Regions from separate parts of the Gadus morhua genome. Here region 1 is linked to region 2. A link is a contact called in public Hi-C data. All regions are on one chromosome and are shown on one strand. The core of a region is the stretch at or near the end of the contact, and the rest is flanking DNA. Distances in the headings are between cores, read along the strand shown. Region 1 holds the start of adnp2a (ADNP homeobox 2a). Region 2 holds the start of ano10a (anoctamin 10a).

Region 1 (3,775 bases), core at 1,052-3,551, 200 kb after region 2:
TTGCTTACCCTAACCCAATTTATTCTGTCGGTGGATGGAAGTGGAGCAAAAAGCATACAGTGCTTTTAATAAGTCCAATTATTTGCGGCACAGGTTACACTGATCAAACAAAAGTCTGTGGGCACATGTGAGAATATCAGGCTATCACAGACACATACTTTGCTCACCGTATTTCTGTAAGAATTGCTTGCTTTGCGTTGTCACCCACTGGGCCACATGTAGAGTGAGACGTATAAGTAAAACTATGCATTTCCTGTGCCACTCCCTCATTTCGTGTTCCCTTATTCTCTCAGGGTTTCCCAGTCAGTAACCCCTGCAACAAATGTGTTTTGAATGTAGAATACAAAGCATACAACAAAGCAATAAATTGCTCCAGTGGATAGAATCACGCCATTCGATCATGCTCGACTGCATCCCAATATTCCCGTGTTTGTTTGTAGGGAAAGTGGTGGATCAGGAGGCCCTTGTTGAAGCTCTTCAGAACAAAGTAATCCAGGCTGCAGCGCTAGATGTGACCTACCCTGAACCGCTGCCCAGGTAAACGCACGCACAAACACCGTGATGAAACGGCCATTGTTTCACCTAGAGAATGATCATAGTGTGGGACCTATTCTGCAGTGCAATTGAATTTACATTAACCCCTACGTTAATGTTATGTAATATGTAGGTTAGATGAATACGGCCAATTAAAGGCATCAATAAAGAATACATGAACAAAAATCGATAATAATTGATAAAAAATGAATTAAACAAAACTCCCAAAAGACTTCACTATCACTTGCATTGGTAACTGCAGTATTGCCTTGCAATTATATATTATTTAGACATCGGCTTAATAACCGCGCAGTACAGTAACAGAGGTCAAACATTAAGGTCAAACTTTTTGGAGTCTGATGTTTGATGCTATTTGGTTGTTGGATTCTTTCCATGCAGTTTTTGTTAGTGTACTTATTTATTAAAAGCGAAAAGAAGAGATCATTCCTATACACTATTGTAATAGCAACTTAACGTGTGTGTGTGTGTGTGTGTGTGTGTGTGTGTGTGTGTGTGTGTGTGTGTGTGTGTGTGTGTGTGTGTGTGTGTGTGTGTGTGTGTGTGTGTGTGTGTGTGTGTGTTTGTGTGACATTTCAGAGGCCATCCCCTGTTATCTCTTCCTAATGTCATCGTGCTACCCCACATGGGGACTCACACATTGGAGACGACCTGTCTCATGATTAAGCAAATGGTGGCCAATGCGCTTGCAGCATTGGCTGGGGACACACCCCCTAATGAGGTCATAGTCTGATCCTCTGGAAAGCCACTGGAGAGGCTGATACCTTTTTATCATTAAAAGCAACAGACATCTTATCAGTACTGTAGTAATAATGATGTTATAAAGTACATATAATCTATGTGAATTATCTAGGAATCGCATCTTAATCTGTTGATTTCCATAGCTAATCTGTATTTACCCAGATGTTTTTAGAAATGTTATAATTTATTCTTCTTCACCTCTATTGTAAATCCCCTCGTATCAGCTAAATGTGTTAATACTTTAGTCGTAGTCGAATCGTAAGTATTATTATGTATGCCATTAATTTATAAAAAATCCTGTGGTAAATGATCCATTAATTATAATAGGGACACCATAGAGCAAAGCTTTTCAAAGGTACATTGCAGGATATATCTTATAATCATGATTCATTTAGACTTAAACGTAAGCTTCCAAGTAATAAAAAAATATTTAAAGTTATTATCTTAATATGAACCATATATGTATGATGAATTATTCCCATAGACATTAATATGTTCTGAATGACTTATAATGAAATACTTAATTGTACTTGCTTAATTGTGATAAAAAAAATTTTTACACTTTGTTCAATCAGATCTCTACTGTATGTGCAGACAGAAACAAGACAAAAAAATTATGATGCCAGCTCAAAGCCTGGGTTCGCTGGTTGACCAGTGTGTAAGCTCTCATGTGCTCCTGCTGCCTTGAGCTCTTTGCTACAAGACTATCATTATCTTAAATTAAAGACATCCAACTGATGCCTCCTCATTCCCTTATTTTCTTTCAGTTCCCCTTAATCCTTAGCACATCACTCCTCCCCATTCTCAAGCCAAACAAGCCACACCCTCCCAATCACCATGGTGACACATCTGTACAGGTGTTGTGTTGGCAGATGTTGGTGCAACAGGTGTGCTGCCTCCATCACACCTGGATGTTTCAAACTTGCTCATCACCGGTGTCAATCTCCCTTTGAAACCAGCCCCCAAGCCTCTGATTGGTCTCTTAACCAGACAGTCTAGGCAATGACTCTGACGTCACTTCCCCACTTCCTGTCCGCCATGTTCCCTCGCAATAGAGTTGTGTTATTGGCAGGAATGAACAAAAAGGGGGGCATGGTTAGTATTCGAATAAGTTAAGTTCGATGCAGCGCGTCTATACAAGGCAGATTAGCGGTAGTAATGATAAGAGAAGTGGCTTCCGGGGACCTGCATCTGTTCGGGTAACAATTTCGTGAGCGCGCCCGAGTGACGCCGAAGTCCTAGCCCTCGCGCCGGATTGGTGAAGGAGGACGCACGGGCACGCCGGCCCCGGTACAAGTAGCGCTGCCCTCCAGCCTCCTCCAGACAGTGAGACATCAACACGCACGACCAGGTGGGCGACGGACAACCCGCTTCTTGTCTCCGAGACCGTCATGTTACGCACTAACCTACCATACTTTGTACCGGGAACCGGGTGCAAAGTTGTGTTGAATGGCACTCGGCGCTATTCGGCTACGCTCGCTAGCTCGTAGGTCCGCCCGACTGATCAGCCGTTGTAGTTTCATGCTCGTTATCCAGCGACATAATATCCACGTTTAGCCCCAGGAGGACCCGGGTTCAGATCTGGTTTAGTGAAGATCAGGCTAGCCCCAGGTAGCTGCGTTTGTTCTGCCGGGTGGAGGTAAAGCTTGTGTTGACACAAACGGTGATGTGTGTATGACAATGCCACGATCAAAAGCTAGTAACCTGCTCACGAAAAGTGTTTATTTGTGTGACATGAGTGTGTGACTACACCGAACGCAATTGTTAAGCTCACAATATATATTAAGATTGCCCCCCCCACCGGCACGCCCCCAAGAGCCCTGATCTGAGGATGGAGGAAAGTGAAGCAGGAGTCAGAAGTTGAGATGTTCCCTGACAGGGTCCTTTTCGTTTGAGGGGATTTAGAGCTTGTCAGAGGATGGGTTTGAATCAGAGCTGTGTGTTTATTGCTGTAGTGTTTATAGACACTTATGAATTAGCATGATATATGCTCTAAGTCACACAAAGCATTTTGGTGGATTTCTATTGAGGTTGTGTGATAAGAAGTTAGAAGCGTGCGTGCGTGTGTGTGTGTGTGTGTGTAAATGGAAATGTGTGACTGATGCACCTCTTGATGATCAGCATAGAGCTGCTTCTGGTCCGCTGATGTGATGTCGTGAGGGCTTCTCTAAACAAAGAGCCGAGGCTCAGTGTAATACGAGACTCATTTGTGATTTCTTGAGAAACGGAAGAAACCTTGAGATCGGGACCACAGTCACAATGCAGCCCCCAGCTTGGTTAGCTAGCAGAGCTATGCAGATACTGGACAGACTTTAAATCGAAACTTTGGCTCTTAAAGAATAAAGACGAATATATACACTGTGACAACAGTCAAAGGGACAACCCAGTAAATGCTAAACAGAAAATGCTAGCCACCTGCATGCTGTTTTTTTAAATTAGCGATGCTAATGTCTGTCTGATCGTTTACAAAATACTATTGTAG
Region 2 (3,783 bases), core at 122-2,621:
GCACCAAAGATGTTTGTTAACATTCCTTTATAATAATTACTACATGTAAACTAACATAGTAGATAAATAAGCTGGACAGTGAGGAACACAGTACAAGCCAAAATACATATCGTTACGCAAAAGTACTAGTCTAATAATATCTATGCCATTGCTAATTTCCTGAGGATAACGATTTGATGGAGACAGGTTGGTGAGTTTCTACGGTTATAGTACGGGACAAACAATAGCCATAGACAGATAAAAATGTATATGTCAAATATTTACATAACTTAGTCCATCATAATACATGCTACTCAATGGAGAAGGATATTGCTCCAAATGCAGCTTCTCATATTGCCTTTTTAGATATGTGTCGTTTTTGATGTGTTTATCGTTAACTCTACAAACTCTAAAACATCAAATGTATGTCAAGCAGGAAATACGTACTTAATATGGTAATAGTGTAATAGACATGCGTTACTAAAGCCCCATATGTTCCCCTGGGCTTTACATAAACAGCTGACTTGGTTGATATGGGGCTTTCTACTACATATGAGCAGCAAAGAAGGGTGGTGTAAACATCAACTAATGGAGACTTATAATGGAGGGATGTACAGTACTTATAATATCAATTTGCTAATTTGCTGAAATGAATGACAAACAACATTCAAAGGGTTACAGAAAGTAAAGCAATTCAGGTAATTAGTTTCGAGGAATTTTAGTAATATGTTAGACGATTATTAATATTTAATTGAGCTTTAATAAACAAATTGCAGGGGTCACCTCAGTGTTGAATCCACGATCCCCAACACACCGCTATAAAGACTGTGGACACCGAAAAACGTCAGAATGCGCTGAAGCAGAACTCTGAAGCTAAAACAAAATCAAAATATTGATGGAATCATTCTGTTATCAATATGCTGACTGACAGAGATTGAATCCATCATATCAGAAATACTTTCATTTACTATATTATTATTCATTCATTGGTCATTACCAAGTTAAGGGCAGACAAATGCCATTCTTATTGTTAGTATCCCACTCAAAAAATCCAAGCAATCACTGAGATAACAACTTTGTTTATCTGAACAAGAGCAGATGACACTTCCAAAGTTTGTGAAATCAACCCATTTACACGCGGAGACATCGAGCTTTTACACAATTATTGTATCGGGAACATACATTAATATAAACTTCATCTAACTCCAAATATAATATGTATGTTAAAAAAACAAGTAAGTAAGTGCCATTCACCCTGTCTGTTTAGTTGTTATATCAGCCATTCTTCCTCACGAACATGTGATCGCAGACACACTGACGTCACTCCCCGGGATGAAGTGTACTCTGCAAAAGGGGGCGTGTGTTTTATTACTTCTCACAGCCCGTGCGGGTGGTGTCCGAAACACTGCGCAGTTTCAGTGGGCCAACGTGGAACTCTTGTGCGCTCCGTGTGGAGAAAGCAGGCGCACCGAATGACCGTGCAAGAACGGGAAACCACACATTGCGGAAGAAATCCTGTCCTGTCAAAATATCTAAACATTGCACCTCAAAGAAAAGGAGACATTGGGTAAGTGGGGTGATGGTCTCTCTTTACCAGGCACAAATCACAGTGCAGTGTGCAAGCATCGCTGCAGCCAATGGATGTCATTAACTTGCATTCATTTAAAAAGTAGTTTCAAGTTTGAAACCTCCCCATTGCAAACAATCGGCAGTTTTGTATTTTTGCAAACTATGTTTCGTCTTGTCTTGGCATGTGTTCGTTGTATTGAATGCGGACGTTGTATCCACATTCAACCAGGTTATTTGTCGATTCATTAAATTATCCTGTTTTGTGTGCTGAGATTAATCATCGCTGGCTGGTATGAGGTCGGTGGGTGTGATATGCCTTAGACGTTTGCTAAATTGACTAGTGACGTGGACTGGATTGAAGTCCCATGACTGAAGTCCAGCGGATAACTTAATACACTTCTACATCTCCCCCTCGTGATGCACCTAAGGGCCATCAAATGGTCAGGTTAAATTATCCTCTGGTGATCATGAACTTGTCACCCCTGGGTCCGACTTCTTAGTAAATGTCGAATAGACTGAGGTTATGATAATGCAAACAACATTTTTTTGTATTAAATTCTGAGGGGTCTGAAACGGAACCTGACAACTGACATGACCACGATATTTAGTTATCCAAATATAAGATTGTGTACTGTAACTTATTCTCCACAATAAAGTTGCAGTCAAAGTTACAGCAATACGTGGCTGCCAAGTCCCACCCACTCTGGTTGAGAGCTCGCCTTCAGCTGTCCCAAACAGTAACCCCTCCAGTAGACCTGTCATTCATGCCTGGGTTGAATGTGACACGCAATATTATAGTCTGTTAAATATCTAAAACCTCACAGGATTCAAACCGACACTGGTTAATGTTTCCTGGTGCCATTTCTGTTTGGCTGGCTTCATACATGGGCGCAGCATTCATGACTCCTTGGCTTACTCATAAATTACTATTTACTTGAAATGACTATTCACTTGTTTGACATGTTGCATCCTTCTTTAGATCCTGGATAGCTGCCACTGTCAATTGCAATGTGCAACTTCTAGATGCATTGTTATTATTAAAGCTATTATGCATTGACCATTTAATGCTATGGCCCATTTGCTAGGTAGGCCTACATGTATGGCTATAATACAGGTAATTCCTCATTGCCACACACATGACTGATTACTTATATTCTTACTAAGTTAGCATTAATATCCTGTTAGATAGACAATCTTTGAGATTAAACTGCAAGTCTGCAAATTTCGGCAGTGTTTCCCCCAGTACTGTGTTGTTAAGGCAGCTGCCTTAACAACAATAGGGCCCCGCATTGACTACCAATACATATTAGAATTATTATTATTATTATTTTATTATTATTATGCAATGCATTAACAAAGTAGAAAACTGTACATAACCCCCCCCCCCCCCCCCGCTCCTTGACCACCTTGACTAAGACATTTTCTGATTGCGTCATCCGTTTCCTGGATCATAGATACAAATATTCCTTTGTAATACTAATAATAATTTAAAAAAAAGCTACTGGCATACGCTGTTGTGTAGTTGTCAACATTGTGTGTGTTCTGTGTGTGTTTTCCCTTAATTCTCCCATACTTGTCGACATTGATCTCTTTGTTTGGACGTACACACCGAAACAAAACAGAACTCTTATTTTATATGAAATTAACACTAATACTATTGCTCTAACATATTCATTGAAGTCAACATAACTTTTCATCTTGTTCTTGCTTCGATTAAATAAACCAGCCGCCCAACAGCGTCCATGTCCTGACTACGTGATGCCGTGTGTCTCTGGTGCAGGCTCCCAGGTAGCGGGAGAAGATGCTGAAACAGCCGTCTGCGGGTGGGGACGATGGCTCTGGCTTCACCCCCCTGGTGGTGGTGGAGCTGGCCCCGGACGCCAAGGAGGAGGCCGTCGTCTGGCTGACGAGGAAGATCAGCGACAGCGAGCAGAGTGGAGGTGTGTTAGGACGAGGGGTGGATTGATTTGCATTCACCTGATTGGCTGCCATCGGCATGGGGACATACACTGATGGCCGTGGCTGATGTTTATCTGGTGTCCCGTGTGAATATTCAAATTATTATTTTTTAATAAAAATGGAAATTGTTACTCTGTTTGAAACTTCGATCAGTCCTGCATTTTTTCAAACAGTGCGATTCTATTTGGGACAGCTATTTAGTTGGTATTATAGGGGTAATAAGGAATATGCATGCAGGGATTAATGCAAATAGAAAACAGAGCGCTGCAAGTATTT

What was found. Hi-C and Micro-C count contacts between places; a contact is called where the count stands out from the background.
Region 1: a Hi-C map of blood shows a contact between it and region 2, with 4 times the contacts expected there. The contact joins the promoter of adnp2a here to the promoter of ano10a in region 2. A contact is called at or near these places in 2 of 6 Hi-C or Micro-C datasets (blood and gill).

Annotation. Positions count from the first base shown.
Region 1 is chr11:18,906,842-18,910,616 of gadMor3.0, forward strand. adnp2a (ADNP homeobox 2a) reads left to right here and starts at 2,302. Exons shown (of 17, transcript XM_030369564.1): 1 at 2,302-2,644. It overlaps zgc:136493 (D-glycerate dehydrogenase), which reads left to right. Exons shown (of 7, transcript XM_030369579.1): 6 at 441-537; 7 at 1,132-2,041. The coding sequence ends at 1,285.
Region 2 is chr11:18,709,000-18,712,782 of gadMor3.0, forward strand. ano10a (anoctamin 10a) reads left to right here and starts at 1,372. Exons shown (of 14, transcript XM_030369572.1): 1 at 1,372-1,546; 2 at 3,329-3,488. The coding sequence starts at 3,350. It overlaps LOC115553402 (1-acylglycerol-3-phosphate O-acyltransferase ABHD5-like), which reads right to left and starts at 1,309. Exons shown (of 6, transcript XM_030369584.1): 1 at 1,234-1,309; 2 at 763-804. The coding sequence starts at 1,262.